Linked DNA regions of Gadus morhua: region 1 is linked to region 2. The links are chromatin contacts, called in public Hi-C maps. All regions are on one chromosome and are shown on one strand. Each heading gives the region's core, a stretch centred on a gene start, on an enhancer-like site or on the middle of the called end of the contact. The rest is flanking DNA. Distances are from core to core; before and after follow the strand shown. Region 1 holds the start of LOC115553608 (sperm-associated antigen 1). Region 2 holds the start of ncalda (neurocalcin delta a).

Evidence for each region. Hi-C and Micro-C count contacts between places; a contact is called where the count stands out from the background.
Region 1: a Hi-C map of blood shows a contact between it and region 2, with 3 times the contacts expected there. The contact joins the promoter of LOC115553608 here to the promoter of ncalda in region 2. A contact is called at or near these places in 3 of 6 Hi-C or Micro-C datasets (blood, gonad and heart).

Annotation. Positions count from the first base shown.
Region 1 is chr11:13,922,609-13,927,910 of gadMor3.0, reverse strand. It overlaps LOC115553608 (sperm-associated antigen 1), which reads left to right and starts at 3,575. Exons shown (of 18, transcript XM_030370010.1): 1 at 3,575-3,889; 2 at 4,068-4,227; 3 at 4,323-4,445; 4 at 4,537-4,607; 5 at 4,819-4,931; 6 at 5,052-5,157. The coding sequence starts at 3,732. It overlaps fbxo43 (F-box protein 43), which reads right to left and starts at 3,530. Exons shown (of 6, transcript XM_030370015.1): 1 at 3,294-3,530; 2 at 1,798-2,661; 3 at 861-1,655; 4 at 604-706; 5 at 254-451. The coding sequence starts at 2,597.
Region 2 is chr11:13,789,616-13,795,344 of gadMor3.0, reverse strand. It overlaps ncalda (neurocalcin delta a), which reads right to left and starts at 4,050. Exons shown (of 5, transcript XM_030369794.1): 1 at 3,889-4,050.

The sequences.
Region 1 (5,302 bases), core at 2,326-4,825, 130 kb before region 2:
TGCTTTCTTTAGAATTCCTGAAGCTTTATGGGGGGGTGGGAAGGGTGGGATACTTTTGTTGGGAGGGGGGATATTACTTAGCAATGTTGTTTTTGCTGCTTTTCTTTTTGTTTGTCATGGTTTTTATTTGGTTAAGAGAAAAATGAAAATGGAGAACCGTCTTACTTCCTGTAAAATGTAATATGCTTGATCCTAAAAAAAAAAAGATTCCTGAAGCTTCACATTCGTGTGATGGATTGGCTTCCACACTTACTTGGATAAACTTCTCTCGTTTGCTGCTACTGCTGCCGCCAGAGTGTGATGTGTTGAGCTCGGAGGGGGTTAAAGTGCTTTTAGCGGACTGTGGGGTGCAGTAGGACAAACTCCTGGACTGGGACTGGATGGAGCCCAGCACGGCCCTCTTGGTTAGGGCAAGCCTGGTCTCAGCGTCTGTGACGTGGACAGTCCCACCCTGCTGGGAAACAAAACCATCATAAGTCTTCTCTACAGTGTCCATCTTGGATACAGTAAACAGAAAAAAAACAACGCAGCCTAGTCTTCAACATTCAAGGCTTGAATGAATAAAGACTAGCTTAGTAAATCGCCTATTGAGATCTTCTTTACCTCTAGAGCAGCTTCCAGGTCCCTGAGGTGACGCCTTCTCCTGGAGCTGGCCCGACTATCCTGGCCAATGATGTTATCCCAGCTGGGGCACACCTGACCAAATCTGAAAAAGATGGTAATATTGGAGTTGGGGTTCGATTATTGGGTGAGTATTTTTCTGTGTTCCATGGGGTCGGTAAAAGCTGGTTTGGAAGTATGCGAGTGTCTGACGCCGACTGATCGTGGCTCTGTTTAACCACCATGAATGCTTGACTGACCTGTGGACGTCCTCGGGGCCCAGGTGGTTGAGGATGACACCCAGGATGTGCCAGAGGTTCCTATTCTTTAGCTCCGTGAGGACGTCCAGCCTCCCCACGCCCATCTTCCTGCCGATGAGGCCCGCCAGGGGCATGCTGGTTCTGATGGGCACCGGGCTCTCCAGCAGCGCCACCGCAGACCGCAGCTCCAACTCTAAGCTGGGGATCTGGTCCTGCGTCATGGAGTCCTTCCGGAGACACATGGCACGAACCAGCTGCAGGGCGGGAGTCAGAGCGAGGTACTCCAGGCCCGCTGGAATGTTACGGAGTGGGGTGGCTTTGCGACCGGCGGTGGCGGCTGCACTATAACAGGGTGCTGTGTCTCTCTTGCCCATGGGCGTGCGGAGAGGTGTGGCAGTGTCTACTATTGCGGCGACCATGCCGAGGGGCGTCCTCCGATTGCCTAGCTCTAGGCCGGAGGAGCCTGACGGCGTGGTGTTGCTGACCAGAAACACCTCATCCACCTTAAGGGGGCTGTAGCACACGGAGAGGCGCTTGCCACCAGGGTGTGGTTGACCAACGTGGCGGCCATCCTCCTCGGACTGAGAGCCCCCCTCCCGCAGTGTGGAGAGCCTCTGCTGCCGCTGGAGGCGGGACCGCCGCCTCCCATCAGATAGGTGCAGCGCCTCCGCACCGGCCCGGGGGCCCGAGGAGGAGAGCAGCAGCTCCTGGAAGGAGCCGTCGTGCTCCCTCGACGAGTCTTGGGATTTATCGAGGACCGTGGAACCAAAGCCGCTGTCCTCGGACAAAGATCTGCTTGCATAAAGATCCGGGGTTAGGGTTAACAGACAATGTGAAACTGAACCCGTCATGTAGATATATGGCATTTTATGTTGCGAATTTATTACCGGCTTCAAGAAAGTATTGATTTTCATAAAAAAAAAAAAAAGGCAAATACCTGATATAGGTGGGGGTAAGTGCAGCGGAGGGTGTGTTCTGAGCACAGGGACTCTGACCAGGACTGGCTGCCATCATGTTGACTGGTGTTTGAAAGCTTTCACTTTCAAGTGCAGGCAGGAACTTCCCAAAGGGTGGGGTCCCCAACTGGTCTGTGGCACAGTGTCCAAAGGAGCCGATGCGTTCCTCGAGGTCCGTGTTGGAGGATAGAGAGACGTTCCCTTCATGGTCGTCACTGGTGTTTCTCCCATATTCATGAGTGGACGTCTTGACTTGAGCATAGAAGAGACGCCGTTTCCTTGTCGACAGTGGTGATCGGCAATCCAGCTCCGATTTAGACTTACTGGAAGAAAATATTCCAGACCCACTGAAATGGTGCTTGGCCCCCAACCTGAGTGACACCTCTATGACTTTAGTGCAGGGTGTTGTTTGTACTTCAGTTTTGGCATCTGTGGTGGATTTAGCATTACCCATGATAAGTCTTCGCCGCAAAAGGCCATCTTTCTTGGATGTTTTGGGTGTTTCACACCAACCCACTTCCAAAGGTGGTTGTGCCCTTCTCGAATCATTCCCCGAAAGTCTGGTTGTTTCGGTAGTTCTTTCCTTCTTAGGAGTTACTGCAAGATTCTCTTTTGGCGTTTCGTTGTTATCTTCGGGGGACAAATATCGACATGGTGCACACTTAGCTCCATTGGTTTTCCCAGGGAAGCTTTGCACATCCGAGTAACCACTGTCAAAAGAGCTGCTGTGGTATGGGTGCTTCTTGAAACCCTGAACCCCAGAATCTGGCGTGCAATCCATTCTTGCAATGGGCTAGCCTCAAGCACTCTTCAAAGCAAAGGGTTGGACAAGGATGTCAAAATCCCTGGGGAAAGAAAGTACACACCTTTGTTTAGTCTATGGTGAAGGTGATCCATGATAAACATTTAATGGAAGTAAACAATTTAACCAGCTAACCCAAGTGTGGCTCTGGTGACACTCGAGGTCTAGTTTGAACAGCTTTATAATTACAAAAATGGATCATGTGAAGTGCTTATTCCCCTTTGTTTAGCCAACTGTAAACTGTTACAGGTCATCCACAACCTCTTCCGTTCTATCACTGTTGCTATGACACTGGAGGTGTCCTTTTAAACTACCAGTGGTTTGGATTTCACCGCAAGGTCTCGCTATTACGAGTCAGACCCCGCTCAAAAGTCAGCCGCAGCCGCCAAAAGAAATAGTCGATCTAAGCAACCCGCTTTTGTGGCTCCTCCCCTGCTGCTCTTCATTGTGTACTACATCCCCATCCCGCATAAAACAACCCATGAAAACAAATGAAACAGGAACAAAGTTGTATGAGTCGTTATTATTCGTGGTGAATTCAGAGGGAATTTAAATAAAATAACTAGCATCCACCCGCTAGCCAGCTAGTGAAGGACTTGCGATTCGACATGGATGCTTCTGGGAGGGAAAGAAACGCACACTTGACCGTTAATCATATGAACAAAATAAACCTACCTTCAAATACAAACAGCTGCAACAAAGGCTCATTCCATGGGGCCAGGAGTTTAAAAGATAGTCTCTTCCGGAGCTGCTGCTTCTGTTGGTTTGGGCTCCATTAGCTACATTTGGTCCGCAGCTCTAAGCAGGACACAACCCTAGCCACGTTTTCAAATTTGGAGCCTTTCTCCTGACGTGATGACGTACTTCCAGGCAACTTTACGTTGACGACGTCAGGTTGCCATAGAAACAGCATTCACTCTGCCGTTCAGTTATATACAGGTTTTTAAAAAGGAAACTTACAATTTTAAGAAAGCAGTTCCGTGTTTTTTTTTTTAACTTTTAGTTGTTTGGATGGATTAGTACGATTACTATCTATTTAATTTATCCATTCCAGCAAACGGCGGTGAATAACATTCATACAAACACGGACCTGTGCTTTAATTTCCGTTCACTATGAGTGTGAGCGAAGTTTCTTCCCTTTTGAACCGAGACAACACATTCTCAGCCACTCTCGACCATGATGGAAAAGTTCCTGTGGAACATTTAGATTATGGGTACATTGAAAAATGCAAGAACGTCAAGCATTTGGAGAAGATCTTGAGAGTGCTAAGGTAAGCACCCACTTTTGATGATTATATGTCACAAGCACTAGTTTAGTCTCTCTGCGTCTAAAAACGAATGCAAATATAATATATGTGCAAAAAGAAAAATGTATATACATGGAAAATGGAATGATGGCAAGCTTTGAAAGTAATAAGCAGGAATCATCTTGTGCCATATTCCTTCAAGGTCTGGAGAAGAGGGAGTGTACCCCCATCTGAACCAGTTCTGTGAGGATCGCGTGAAGAGCCTGGACCCCACAAGTCGAGCCCTGAGAAAGGAGCAACCTGTAGCCACGGCCGCCAGCCTCCCCACAGAGGAATGGAGCCAAATCCGTGAAGATCTACAGGTACTGAAGGACTGAAGAAGACCGGATCATACATGATCTTCCTCAGCCTGATGTCCCTCCAATAGTGCCTTTCATTAAGTGTGTCTTCTTCACAGCGATGGCAGGAAGAATCGAAAGACTTGGAGGCGTTGATGCTACAACCGTCTATATTTCACGGTATAGGAAATGAAAATGTACCGCCCGTACGAGGCACTAACATTTCTGTTCCCCTCGGCCAGGTGAGATGCTAGAACAATCTCTGCACATTGTTTCTTCTTGTCGGTCTCTGAACAAATACAGATTCATAAATATACTCTGATTTCTTCTCAGAATCCAGCAAGCAAGGCAAAGAATAAGCCCCCAAAACGAGCTCTTCCTCTCGACTACAAAGATTGGGATAAGTGAGTTATATCGGTTTCTTCAGGAAGGGTGTGTTTAAAAAAAGAGAGGATTCAGTACGGTATCTAATCCAACAGGAGACTTGTTGTGTTCAAAGAGGCACCACGTGTCACAGTAAGATCACTGTGGCTTAATAGATCTGGTAAATAGATGATATTATTAGTGTGTCAGTTGTCCATTCTGTATACCTAAACGTGCTTCCATTTCTCCAAGGTATGATGTTGACAAAGAATGTGAAATGATTGACGGAAGTGAGTCCAAAAAGGATCCAGCTCCTGTCATCAATTCTGGCCACGTCAAAATCAGAACCAGAGTGGACGTCACAAGTAAAACTCCCCTTACAGAGTCTCTTCCTACGAATTATTTGATCAACAGCCACATTTTTGGCATCACTTATGTGTCTCTGTGTGTGTTTAATTCGTGACCCCTATTAAACCACCTTCTAGCCCTGACTGAGAAGGAGAAGCTCCTCATGGCAAGCCGTGAGAAAGACAAAGGCAACGAGGCATTCAGGGCCAAAGGCTATGAGGAGGCTGTTGCGTACTACACCAGGTCAGAGGCTTCTTATTTGATGTGCTTCCATTCCCACAGGGAGTGGTCAATTGCGATTTGCATAGTACCTCATATTTATACTTTCTCTCTCTTTCTTATTTTCCATTAAAAAAAATAGGAAAGACAGAGTTTAGGTCTAGTCCCA
Region 2 (5,729 bases), core at 2,801-5,300:
GTAATTAAATGTACCAAGGGTCAGTATTTAAAGCTGCAAAAATAATACAAAAAAGTCAACGCATCCCTAACGTCGCGTTTACATTTGAATCCACCCTGGGACCTGGTGTCAGAAAAGTGCGTTTTCGGGCACTGGATCCGCTGGATCCGTGGAGGGTCGGCCCAAACGCACAAGACTATGTGGTTTCACCAAAAATTGGCTCCGTGTGGACGGGGCCTAAATCAGTATTCAGTGCTGATTTAGTTTCATCATAATTACTATTAAAATATAACTAGGATACAGTGACCTCTTGCATTGCATTTGCAGTCAATAGCATTTGAATGTTTGCATTTTTGCTGAATTAAAATAGATTCAGCTGATCCATCAATTGCATTATCTTGCTTACCACAATTACTGATATTTAGCAACCATTATCAGCTGTTGCTTTGGCATATTAATAGCAACAGCATATTGAGTAACACACAGACTAGCGGAAAAGAAGGCTGTAGTCACACCACCATTATGAAGCAACTTATTGTTAAATCACAACAGACACATTCACCCTTAGCTTGCTGATTTGTTGATTTAGCTGCTGTGTGCTCAAAAAAAATTTAAGACTTTAAACTCTGTCAGGGTAACTGAAAGCCTGTCAGCCAAAGGTCAAAGAATCATTGAAGTGAAATAAGCGAAATAATGCCCAACCGAATTAGCATTCTATTTGTGTCACTGTACATACAGTTACAAAGAGCGTGCAGTTTCAAACAATTTCAGCATTTTATAACAATTATTTAAATGCTTGTGCCATTGAAAGCATGGCAATTACACTTCCATTTTACAGGTAGAAGACAATGCACTTTTATTTAAACTTGAATAATAATATTCAGGGCTTTTGAATTCCAATTACGTCATGGGTTTTGGGTTTCATACATAAACTGAAACGCAGCTGTCCCATTTTGCAGTTTAATTTCAGTCAATTACGACACGATTGTGCTGACATACAAATCCAATACATTGTGTGTTTTTTATTGAAGCCCCTACAAGAGGGTTTAAAAAAAAAAAAGCTCATGAATTTCCCATGAGCTCCATTCACTGAGCATGTAGCAGGACACCTGCAGGTTGATCGCTCTGTGGTGTTAAATAGATGCATCTCTCCGCTTAAGCTGGGGTCTCTTTGCTTTACTGTAAAGGGATTTATTTATTTATTTTTTACTGTAAAAACACACGCCTCCATTCTTTCTTGCAAGGCACACCCCAATGCGTCATCGTTACTATACACATTGTTGAGACAAAGTCCAGAAAAAAGATGAGAGTAGCAGCTTGACACGTTGAGAAGTGACTTCACTTCACAAGCCCCTTACGGTCGTCTGCACGTAGTTTTAAAGCTTAAAATCCAAAATGATGGAATTATTTGGATATGGAAATGATGGGCTGTTAAGGCCTACCTTAATTTGAACGCCACCTAGAACAGATGGGTGTAGACATTGTACTATAATCACCAATATAACACAGGACTAGAATATTGCTCTGCTCACTCACAATAAACAATTTTAGATGGCAACAATACATTTGGGAAAATGGTAGTATTACCTGTAAAGACTATATTTCATGCCTCACATAATGCTTCCTGTCAGGCTTTTTGTTTTTAGGATTCAAAAAATGTGACACATTAATGTGACACAAAAAATCGGTAGTATCAGTACAATTATATGGACGCTCATATGGAGTATGTATGACTTTACTTATATGAATAACTATGCAAATAATGATAACCATAAAGCATTAGCCACCTGGCTGCAGCAGCCTTTTAACATGGCCTACAACAGACCTTTAGAACAACATTCCTCTTTGTGTCTCTTTGCATCTGTTATCTTATGTATCTTGGTTTCTAAAGGCCAGTGATTAAGTAAGGCTGTTTCAATCCATTTGTAAACTCCTTGAGTGCCCCTCAGGATCAGTGCCCCCCTGATCTTATGGAAGGCTCTGGTGTTACAATGATTCTCTTAGCACATGGCCCAAAAAAAGCTCTGAGCCATTCCAGGACAACTTGTGCCAATGCTAAAGCTGAACCATGTTATGTGGTTCAACCAGCTGTTGAGGCTTCTGTACACTCTAGTGATGTTTGCTGCAGAATCAAGCCCAGTGCACAGAGTTCCCAAAGGACTGGAGAAAAATGGATGGATAAAGTACATTATTTGAAGTTGTAGGCTGTTGAACTGAACAAAAGTATAATAGTATAAGTCAAATCTTTGAAAAACTATTAAAACACTGACGGCTGAGTCACCGACCAAAGAAGGGCCAGAATAACGACATGGCTGCCCGTAACATACAATGATCACTCATCCCAGCAGTCAGTTCTACTCCAATGCTGAGTAGTGATTCATCAGCTGAAGACCATATTCATTTGTCTGATGACATGAGCAACACCAAAGGTTTGTGAAAGGTTAAAACGGTTCCTACTGCTGCATGCGAGGGCTATTCACAAAAATTTGACCAATGTTGAATCTCATTGTCCCTGTCAACAAAAAGATATGGATTTATAAGCCTCTTCAAAGAGAAGTCTACAATACAAGCTGAGAAGTAGAAAACAGGACACATGGAAATTCTAGGTAATGTTAGCAAGTAAGTGCAAATCCCATCATTGGATTGCTTTACTGTGAATAGTGTGAAGTAATGAAATTACCTATTTATTTAATTATAAATGCTTTCATTAAGGAAATAGAGTTTTGCCATTGTCATCGAGTGGCATGTTTCAGAAGACTCTTACCAGTAGTAAAACGATTCAAGTGTAAAAGCCTACCAGGCCTGTTGACACTGACTAGATTTGACAGGAGCATCACTTTGCCTGATGATGTGTGACCTTCTCCAGATGTTGCCTCGTCTGTCTTTGTACAAGTAACACAACAAGTAGACAAGGTGAGAAATGTTCCAAGTGTGTAGAAAATTATTTTCCCAATGAGTTGGCTCCTCCAGTCTAGCACTCAGTCTGCTGGGTAACAGGAGTGCATAAAGACTGTGTAAACAAAACGAGATTGCAAACGGCTGTTATAGTTAGCTACTATGTAGCTTATCCAATGACTAGCTCACAGGGCTGTAGTTAGCGTCTGAGAAACTTGGTTAAGGAGTTGAACTAGGCCGGTTAAGACGTTATAACAGTCAGCTATCAGGGTACTACACATCATTAATGTTGGGGCATACACCTACTGAGCTATATTATGCCGCAGTGTAAGTTGCCAACGGTATAACATTATCTATTAGTAGGCTGCGAGAGGATCCTGGATTGGAGCGTTATTTCGATCTATATCCGGTCTCAAACTTATTTTGAACTGTGTAAACCCGTTAACAGTCTTTGGAGCCAGCAGAATAACAACACTACAAGTAGAAGAAGAACAACAACAACAACAACGAAAAGGAGGGAAATATTGTGTTTTGACGAAACTTCTGAATGAGCAATATCCTAAACATGTAACGGAAACGGATATCCCTTTATAGGATTCCCTCTCGCTCGTCGCTAGTCGATGTAACTGAAAGAACCGCCACCCTCTCTTCAATAACGATAATTGGGAGCATCCCGTTCCAGGCGTGACGAGAACGCATGGGGACAAGGTTCATCACATTAATATCGTTTTTTCTAACATATGGGTACTTGGTACTTGGTGTTGATTAGGCCCAGGCTAGAGGGAACCAATGGCCGGTTCCAATTTTACTATTATTATTAACTAACTAACTCTAACTAAGTTAGACTAACCCCGTAACACATAAATACATTGCATTCAGAAGATAAATCAAATCATATGACAAAGGTCCTAACAACATATACACGCTTCTTGTCCTGACAGGTTATCCTCGATGGGAGGAACCAAGGTATTACATTCAACTCCAAATTTAATTCAAAAGTATTTGGAAACTCACACAACTACGCCAACAGCAGTGATGGGTTTTCAACCACCGGTCGCTGGCCCCTGTTCTTGTCGGGGAAGTTGAGCACATGTATCACCACCATAAGGTCTCAGTGTTTGTGGGAAGGTGGATGCTTCATTACCGGTGTACGCTGTCAAATGTAAAGTAAACATAACACTGAGGGAGGAGCGTCATGGTACAGAAGGGACCGGGGATCCGGCAAGCACGTCCTTCTCTCTGCTAAACAATTAACTGAACATTTAAAAATGGTCCAACCTTCTAAACGCAGAATCATTGCCAAGTACAACAAATAATTATTAACAATCATCATCTCGTTAGATAAAGCCGATATCAAACAAAATGGAATCTGTGATCATAGCCTATAAAGTTCATAAGAAGAGGTTCCGCGCCACCTTGTGGCAAATAATAAGAAACAGGAAAAGTGGCATCAAAAAGTGAGGTTCATTCTATGATTATTATTTCCACAAATATAGGTAGGCCTATAAGGATAATAATAGTATATATATTTATACATCTGTCTGACTATTTGTAGGTCCGTCTGTCTGTTTGGAGCTTTTTACAGTCTATGGTTGAACCGTTTTTGATGTAGTCATACACGTGATGGCCGCTAGATGACGAACATGCTCAGCCAGAGTTATAATATCAGCAACTACCGATTAAAGACTGGGCACCTGAGTACAGAATGGCTTTAACATCGTGACGTCACATCACAATAACCTCTGCCATTTGGGAAGTTGGGGAGCATTGGAATGTCATTGGTATTAATTGTGATTTGGTAATCATTTAGAAATTAATCTTGCGATTATTTGTCATTATGGGGTGACGTTGTTGTGTTTATAGCAACCACAGCTTTTCTCATTAGAAATGTGGCAAAACAAAGTTTGGTTTAGCCTAGCTTACGGTATATTTATATTTATTAAGGAACACTGTACTACAACTCTATCAAGTCATCACAAGATGGCGGAGAATTGCTAACAAGAAAGTCCATTATGAATTCTGTACATGCGCTATACACACTACCTCTCTAGCTATTTTATATTATCGAGAGTTAGTAAGCCATCTTACCACTATGCATATTCATAAAAACACTTGTGTGTGTGTGTGTGTGTGTGTGTGTGTGTGTGTGTGTGTGTGTGTGTGTGTGTGTGTGTGTGTGTGTGTGTGTGTGTGTGTGTGTGTGTAACTTTACTATGATAGAGTTTCACAAGGATGGAGTTCTTCTTCTCTATGGTTCATGGTGATTAGTGTGTCACTATATTAATATAGAATGTTATTATTCTTAATATGATCATAGTAATAAACCTAGGATGTTCAGTATCTTTGTAAACACCCCAGAATGACAGCGGATCAAAATGAAATCCCTTCAACCTACTCCATGCTTGTCATCCCATCCATAAATTTATCCACACTTTAATAAGAAGAGGGGCAATCAACCAGAAGTGATGCTTGACGTGGTCATAAATTCTGCAGGAATACTAATTGGGGTGTTAGAGGGTCAGGGAGCCAAGCCTGGGACATAAAACATACTGTCATATGCTACCCAATAGTCCTCAAATCTGTCAATTTTCCATCTCTATAGTTAATGCACCTTATGCAGACCTATATTGTAGGCTTTAGTGAACCGGTGGATACCCTTATCACATTAACAACTGGGTAAAAGTACAGATAGATAGATAGATAGATAGACAGACAGACAGACAGACAGACAGACAGACAGACAGACAGACAGACAGACAGACAGACAGACAGACAGACAGACAGACAGATAGATAGATAGATAGACACTTTATTGACTGCATACTCCAACGTATCTAATCAAACCTCCTTTGAGA